Linked DNA regions of Sus scrofa: region 2 is linked to region 1. A link is a contact called in public Hi-C data. All regions are on one chromosome and are shown on one strand. The core of a region is the stretch at or near the end of the contact, and the rest is flanking DNA. Distances in the headings are between cores, read along the strand shown. Region 1 holds the start of DNPH1 (2'-deoxynucleoside 5'-phosphate N-hydrolase 1). Region 2 holds the start of TJAP1 (tight junction-associated protein 1).

What was found. A called contact is a pair of places that touch in the nucleus more often than the background predicts.
Region 2: a contact with region 1 is called in a Hi-C map of liver, with 2.1 times the contacts expected there. The contact joins the promoter of TJAP1 here to the promoter of DNPH1 in region 1. A contact is called at or near these places in 1 of 5 promoter capture datasets (fetal skeletal muscle), 1 of 47 Hi-C or Micro-C datasets (liver) and 1 of 2 datasets of contacts at active chromatin or transcription factors (alveolar macrophages).

The regions. Positions count from the first base shown.
Region 1 is chr7:38,265,577-38,269,088 of Sscrofa11.1, reverse strand. It overlaps DNPH1 (2'-deoxynucleoside 5'-phosphate N-hydrolase 1), which reads left to right and starts at 1,728. Exons shown (of 4, transcript XM_021098744.1): 1 at 1,728-2,029. The coding sequence starts at 1,750.
Region 2 is chr7:38,473,204-38,476,715 of Sscrofa11.1, reverse strand. It overlaps TJAP1 (tight junction-associated protein 1), which reads right to left and starts at 1,535. Exons shown (of 10, transcript XM_021098776.1): 1 at 1,434-1,535; 2 at 820-921.

The DNA.
Region 1 (3,512 bases), core at 479-2,978:
AGATAGACAAAATATGCTTTTTCCTCCTTCTCCTTCATCCTAACGCAGAAAGAAGGGGAAGCCCCATTGGAAGTGTGGGCCCTAAGGACATGGAAGCTGGCTTTTTGTTTTTTAAGGTCTCAGAGTGAGAAACAAGATGCTCCATGTTTATATGTGCAGGTGAGATCCTCACTGTGGCAAGAACCAGAGGAAGGTGTGATGGCGGGAGGGGGGGTTGCCCATCGAGGGAGCCTGGCACCTGAGGGGCCTCCTAAGGATGCACGTGTGACTGGGAGTGAGAAGGTGCCCGGGGCCCTGGTGCACAGCTGAGCACACACACGTTTGCCCCTTGGTCCCCGTCTTTGGAGCTGGGCCCATCAGAGGACAGAGATGGTCTAAGGCCTCCTTGCCTTCTCTGTGTGTCTTTGCATTTTTAAAAGTTGTTACTGTGTTTGCTCTGTCACCTCACGGTTTTGGTACTTCACAGTTAATCAGGAAGAATTCATGGGACACCACGGACGGAGGCTCCTCTGGAATATGGAACTGGGCTCTCAGGCTTCCTTTGCACTGCGTGCTCTCTTGTTCCACTTGAACGTCTGGTTCTAAATTTGTTTCATTTTCACCATAAAATGAGGGGGAATCATTGTGATGAGCAGCGAGCCATGGTGTGTCTCCCCCAAGACCTTGCTTGAGCAGATTAGAAGGTGCCTTCAAAAGCCGCTTCTCTCTGCACCCACTCATTCATTCAGGACATAGGTGATAAGTGTTTCCTACATGCCAGGCACAGTTCTGAAAGCTGAGGATACAGCAGTGAACAAACAGATGAAAATCCCTGCCCTCCTGGGGGCTTAGATTCTACCGAGTATAGAAAGACATAGAACAAAATTAATTTATTAAGCGTCCCCTCGTGCCCAGCGGCTTAAGGATCTGGCATTGTCACTGCAGCAGCGTGGGTACTTGCTGTGGCTTGGGTTGGATCCCTGGCCCGGGAACTTGTGCATTTCAGGAGCACAGCCAAAATAATAATAATAATAAACAATTTGGTACAGGGGAGGAGAAAGGACAAGGCAGAGGAGGGGGTGGGGTGGGGGACTGCCCTCTGGAAGAAGGGGGTCAGGGAAGATGACCTGAACAGCCTTGGAGGAGGTGAGCACGTGACCAGGGAGCTCTGAGGAACAAAAGGCTGCAGGGCACAGCAGAGGCAAAGGATCGGAGACAAGAGCACGACCAGCTTGCCTGAGGAACAGCCAGGAAGGCAGAGTGGCTGCAGAGAAGTCAGTGAGCTAATGGCCCTGGGACGAGAGAAGTGAGAGGGTCACCAGAGCCTGTGGGGCTGATGGGCCCCTGTGGGGGGTTGGGTGTGACCCCACGTGAGATGGGAGCCCTTGGAGGGTTTGGCTGAGGAGGGTCAAGGCCTAAGCAATGAGTGTTCCCAGGGTCACCCTGCAGGAGACCAGACTGTGTAGCAGGAAAGTGGGGAGCCTGTGAGGACGCTGCTGAGAGAGGGAGTGGAGGCTTGGAGGAGGGTGGCTGAGTGGAGGTGGTGGGTGTGTGACCAGGCAGGACCCAGAGGGGGTTTTCCCTGGACAGGCCTCTCCCCATACCCATAGGCTCTGATTTAGCTCCTCGCTGGATAATCGTATCTGCTGCGCGTTTCCTGCGTTGTTTTACAGATTCTAAACCACCAGCACGTGGAAGAAATTGACTACTTGATGATCCTGAGCAGGTAACGCCCCCCCACCCCCAGCGTCTGGCTCCTAAGGATTGACGATGTTAACTCCTGGGGCACCGCGCCCTGTTGCCTACCTCGCCTTGGCCAATCAGGCAATTACTCAAGAGCTGATCCTACACCCTGGGGCGTCCCCCGCCCCCCTCACCTGGCCTTTAAAAATGTTTTCCTTAACCCCAGGGTGGGGTTTTTCATGTTTTGAGGTCCTGCTTAGCGCGGTGCATGATGGCTCCACTTCCCTTCACCACCACGAGGTGGCAGTAAATTGGCTTTTCTGCGTCAGGGGCCAATTTACCAGGATCCAAGGCTGGTTCCTAACAGGTGTGCATGTGAGTCTATGACTGGAGAGGAGCGCCGCTGGAAGCTGTGGTCGGGTAGGACGTAGGGTTTGATGAAGAGTCAAGAATGTCTTCCAGGTCGGGACGGTGGGGGGTGAACAGTTGAGAGGAATGAGTCGCCATCGGCAGAAACGGGCTTTCCTGGGGTGGAGGGCTGCCAGGAGCAGTGGGTGAGATGGGAGGACCTTTCCTCCCGCTTGGACAAGTTAAAGAAGTACCGGGAGTAGGTGAGCTCCCAGCTGTGTCTGCCTAGCGCGCCTTCGTTTCAAAGGTGTGGTCACTCACAGACCCCAGCCGAGCCGGGGGCGGGGCTGGGCCTGGTCACGTGAGGGGGAGGGGGCACAGGGCAGCGTGATGGCCGCAGAGGCGACACCAGTGGTTGGAGCGCTGAAGGGTGGGGATCTCCCGGGGCCCGGGCAGAAGCCCCAACCGGCTCGTCGGGCCTTGTATTTCTGCGGGAGCATCCGTGGAGGACGCGAGGACCAGGCACTGTACGGGCGGATCGTGTCGCGGCTGCGGCGCTTTGGGGCTGTGCTTACGGAACACGTGGCCGCAGCCGAGCTGAGCGCGCGCGGTGAGGCCGCCGGGCGCGGGCCAAGGGGAGGGCGCCGGCGGTGTCGGGTCCGGGCGTTGGCCCCCCTCCTGCTGAGTGCTTCCGGCAGCGCCCCTGCCCGAGAAGGAAAGGGCCCGGGGTCAGATGGCGTGTACGTCGCAATGCACCGGCCCTGTGAGCCCACTCCTCCCATGCAGTTAGTCTCCCCTTTGGTTCCTTTTTGGAGAACTTTCTTGGGCTCTTTCCAGACGCGTTTGTAGGGAGCAGCTGAATGGGAGTGGGCCTCGCCTGGCTGCACATCCCTCCTATAGAGAACGAAGCTCACCTGCCTTTACCCCTCTTTGGCGTGGAGGTATCAGCCCTCCCTCAGACCCGGGGACCCCTGTTCCTGAGACCACCGTCCCTCCCAGGCCCCCTGATTGGGCTGTTACTAATGCATCCTGCTCGTTCTGCTGGGTTGGCTTGGTTTCTGGACAGCTTTCTACTTAGGAAATGGCGCCAGAATTCTTGTACTTCTCAGAAAACCTTAAGTGTTTCCCTTGCCCCATTTAGGGGCAGATTTAGGTTTGTGCGACCTAATGCAGTCCTGAGAAACCTTTTATTTTTGTCCGCACCTGCAGCATATGGAAATTCTCAGGCCAGGGATTGAATCCTACTGGGGAGAGCTGCAGCAATGCAGGATCCTTTAACCCACTACACTGGGCCAGGAAGCAAACCTGCACCTCCACAGAGACCTGAGCTGCTGCAGTCGGATTCCTAACTCACTGTGCCACACAGCGCACTCACAACGTGGGATCTTCATTCAACTGAGCCCCCAGAGAATCCCCACCCCCACCCCAATACCTCTTTAAAAGAGAAAATCACAAAATGGTAAGGGCTTTGGAGTTCCTGTTGTGATTCAGTGATAACCAAC
Region 2 (3,512 bases), core at 286-2,785, 210 kb before region 1:
AAGACCAAAAAAAAAAAAAAAAAAAAGGTGATTTGATAGGAAGAAAATAAAGGAAGAGAAGAAAGCTACCAGAAGAGAAATGGGCAAGTTCTACAATGCTTTCCTTCCATCATCAAACTGATCCAGGCTATAAAGCGGCTCTCAAATTCTAGGGGTCTTAGGGACAGAATGATGTGAAAAACATTCGCAGAACCTTACACTGGTTACCTTAACCTCTTATCATACACTCATCTGGGTTTCCCCTCCCTAAACCCAGTCTGCCTTCCTCACTCTTCTGACCCCACTACCCACCAAATCCACACCTCCAAAGAACACTAATGGGCCCTTCTTACCAAAAGAAATGACCAAAAGAGGTGGGCATGCTGCAAGAGTGAATTCAGGAATGAGTTGGTGACAGCCAGTTCCTAAACGGTTAGTGAACACCATCAAAAATTTGTTTTCTTATGACTCCCCACCATCTGTCCCCCACATATCTCCACTTCAGGCAGAATACCAAACTGAAGATGTGACGGGGAGATCAAGGAAAATACAGTGAGCATGAAGGAAACTGCTTGTGACAGGGATGTGTTAAAATACTCTCAGCCTGATCTCTAGGCTCTTGTCCACATTTGCCTGCACAGGTAAAGGCATACAAGGCTCAATTCTACGCCCAACTCTCAAAAATGAGATCTAAGTAGAACACTAACTTAGAGATCACAGGCAAAGGGCAGCCTCTATGGAAAAGTGCCCTTCTCAGATTAAATGATTTTCAGCATCACTCGGAGCCCATGCACCCTGCACCCAGGGAGCATGCCAATCTGTCACCGGAGGCCACCTTACCCGCTCTGGGGTTGAGCTGGGGCAAGTCGCTACCTCTTCTTCTTTCCAAGTAGGCACTGTGATTTCTTCCAGTCCCTGGGGCCCCTGAGTCTTCAGCTGAAACTGGGGCACATGCTGCTATAAGAACTGTGGAAAGGCTGATCTAAGTCTAGAAAAGGGTCATCTGACTGGCTTTATTTCCTCCTTACCAAACCTGCCCAGCATCCTTCAGGTCTCTCGTTCCCCCTTCGCTATTATCTTCCTCCATGGATAAGACCCCTTTCCTCTCCTGCCGGCCTGGTACGGTTGGGCCTCGGCCCCATGCTCCGGACTTTTTACTCTCACTCTCTGCTAAGAAGTTCCCCTCTAATCTGTGACTCTGCTTCGTCCGGACTGCACACCTACTTCTGGTTCTCCGCTTCGAATCCCCTCCCCCAAGGCTACGACTGGAATTTAGGCCCCCTCCCCTCCATCCTTATCCCCCTTTTTTTCCTCTCCGCCTCCAACCTTTCACCACTCCATTTCCTCTTCTCAACCCCGAAGTTAGCCCCTCCTCCGCCCCAACTCCATGTTGGCGTCCCCGCGACCCCCCAACTCTAGACTCCCGGCCCATCTACTCCAATCCCAAAACAAACTTTCTGCCGCTGCCCACTGCCTTCAGGCCGCCATCTTGCCGCGGGGCAGGCTGGGTAGTGGCCACGGCCGCGGGAATCCCCACGCACCAGGCGCCGCGCGTCATCGGGGGCGTGGTCATGGGGTGTGGCCTCGGCTGTGGCTGTGGGGCGCCCGGTGGTAGGAAAAGATTTTGATACTGAAAAGACAAAAGCGAAAAAAAGAATGAGGTAAAACAGCACAAAAATACAGTGAGAGAATTGTAGCACTGGTTCCCCATCACTCAAAGGATAAAAGACAGCGTCTCAGCTTGCCACGTAGAAATTGGCAAGATCCAGCTTCTTCGCCCCTTCATCAGCCTCATTTTCCACCTCTCCGCAGAGATTTATGGATCCCAGCTGTCCTGTTTTCAGTCCCTTAATGCCCCTGGCATTATGAATTTCTACTCCTCCTTCAGCTTTCAACTCAAATTGTCACCTCCTCCAGGAAGCCTTCTCCATTTCCCCAGATTGGATTTGGTGCTCCTTTTGGTAGGTACCTCTAGCCACTTACACATAACTTCACTGTAGCTATCCTATGCTGTAATATATTTACATGCTGTGTCTCTCACTAAGCTGCTGCTCCTTCAGGGCAAAAATAATGTCTGGTTGCATCTTCATAGTCTGCAGCAGGTGCCTGACACACAATAAATGCTTAAAAAATAAATAGCATAGCATTCTGCACTAAGAATACTTCCGCCTCAGGGCTTTTAAGTTTGCTGTTCCCTGTGTCTGCGATGTGCTTCCTCCAGATATCTCCTCCCATTTGTGTCTCTGCTCAAATGTTACCACCTCAGAGAAGCATTCCCTGGCCACTCTATCTAAAACAACATCTCTAATCACTCTCCCCTACTCTGCTTTAATATTTTCTTTCATTGTACTTATCATTATCTGACATACTGTATTTTTCTTTGTTGACCATCTCCCACTGTAATGCAGACTCCAAAGATCTGGAACTTTTTCTCAGTCATTATTCTATCCCCAGCGTCTATGCATGGTAGGTACTCAATAAATGTTTATTGAATGAATGAATAGCATAGAGATGAGTAATAGAGGGATTCTGGATTTTTTTTTTTTTCTTTTTGGGGCTGCACCTCTGGCATATGGAAGTTCCCAGGCTAGGGGTCGAATCAGAGCTGGAGCTGCTAGCCTACACCACAGCCACAGCAATGAGGGATCCTAGCTGCGTCTGTGAGCTACACAACAGCTCACGGCAATGCCGGACACTTAACCCACTGAACGAGGCCAGGGATTGAGTCTTCATGGATACTAGTCAGGATTCTGCTGAGCCACAAGGGGAACTCCAGGATTTTGGAATGTATTGATGGGGAGAAGGTGTTGAAAATACTGTAAAATAGGGAAATGCATACATGGAAGGTACAGGTTCCCAAGGCCAGACTTGGCCACATCAGGAATGGGAGCAAAGACAGAAGCCAGACTCAGTGAGGGAGGGAGTAGGATGAGAGCCAGGTGAAACTGGAGCAGGGTCCTCAGGGAGCAGAGCTCTCCTGGAAAAGCCCCAGTTCAGGTAGAGAAAATGGGACGAGCTGGAGGCTGAGGAGTTTACCCAGATCTAAAGACAATATCCGAAGTTTCTATCGTGGCTCAGTGGAAACTAATCTGACTAGCATCCGTGAGGACTCAGGTTTGATCCCTGGCCTCGCACAGTACGTTAAGCATACAGCGCTGCCATGAGCTGTGGTGTAGGTTGAAGATGTGGTTCGGATCTGGCATTGCTGTTGCTGTGGTGTAGACCAGCAGCTCCAGCTCCAGCTCAACCCCTAGCCTGGGAACCTCCATATGCCATGGGTGTGACCCTTAAAGCAATAAAATAAAATAAAATAATAAAAAAGACAATATCCACGCCAAGCCCAGGCCTCTTTGGCCAGATGGTTCCGGAGAAGCCTTAGCATCTGTTCTTCCGTAAATTATCCAGTGCTCCCTCCTGCCTGTCTTCTCTGGTGACAGCCGGAACAATCGTTCAGGAATTCCATCTGCTCCCCTGTCCTTCTCCCCCCGCAACAGTTCATCAACATTTCAGAGTGGAGAGGTGTCCCATTTCCC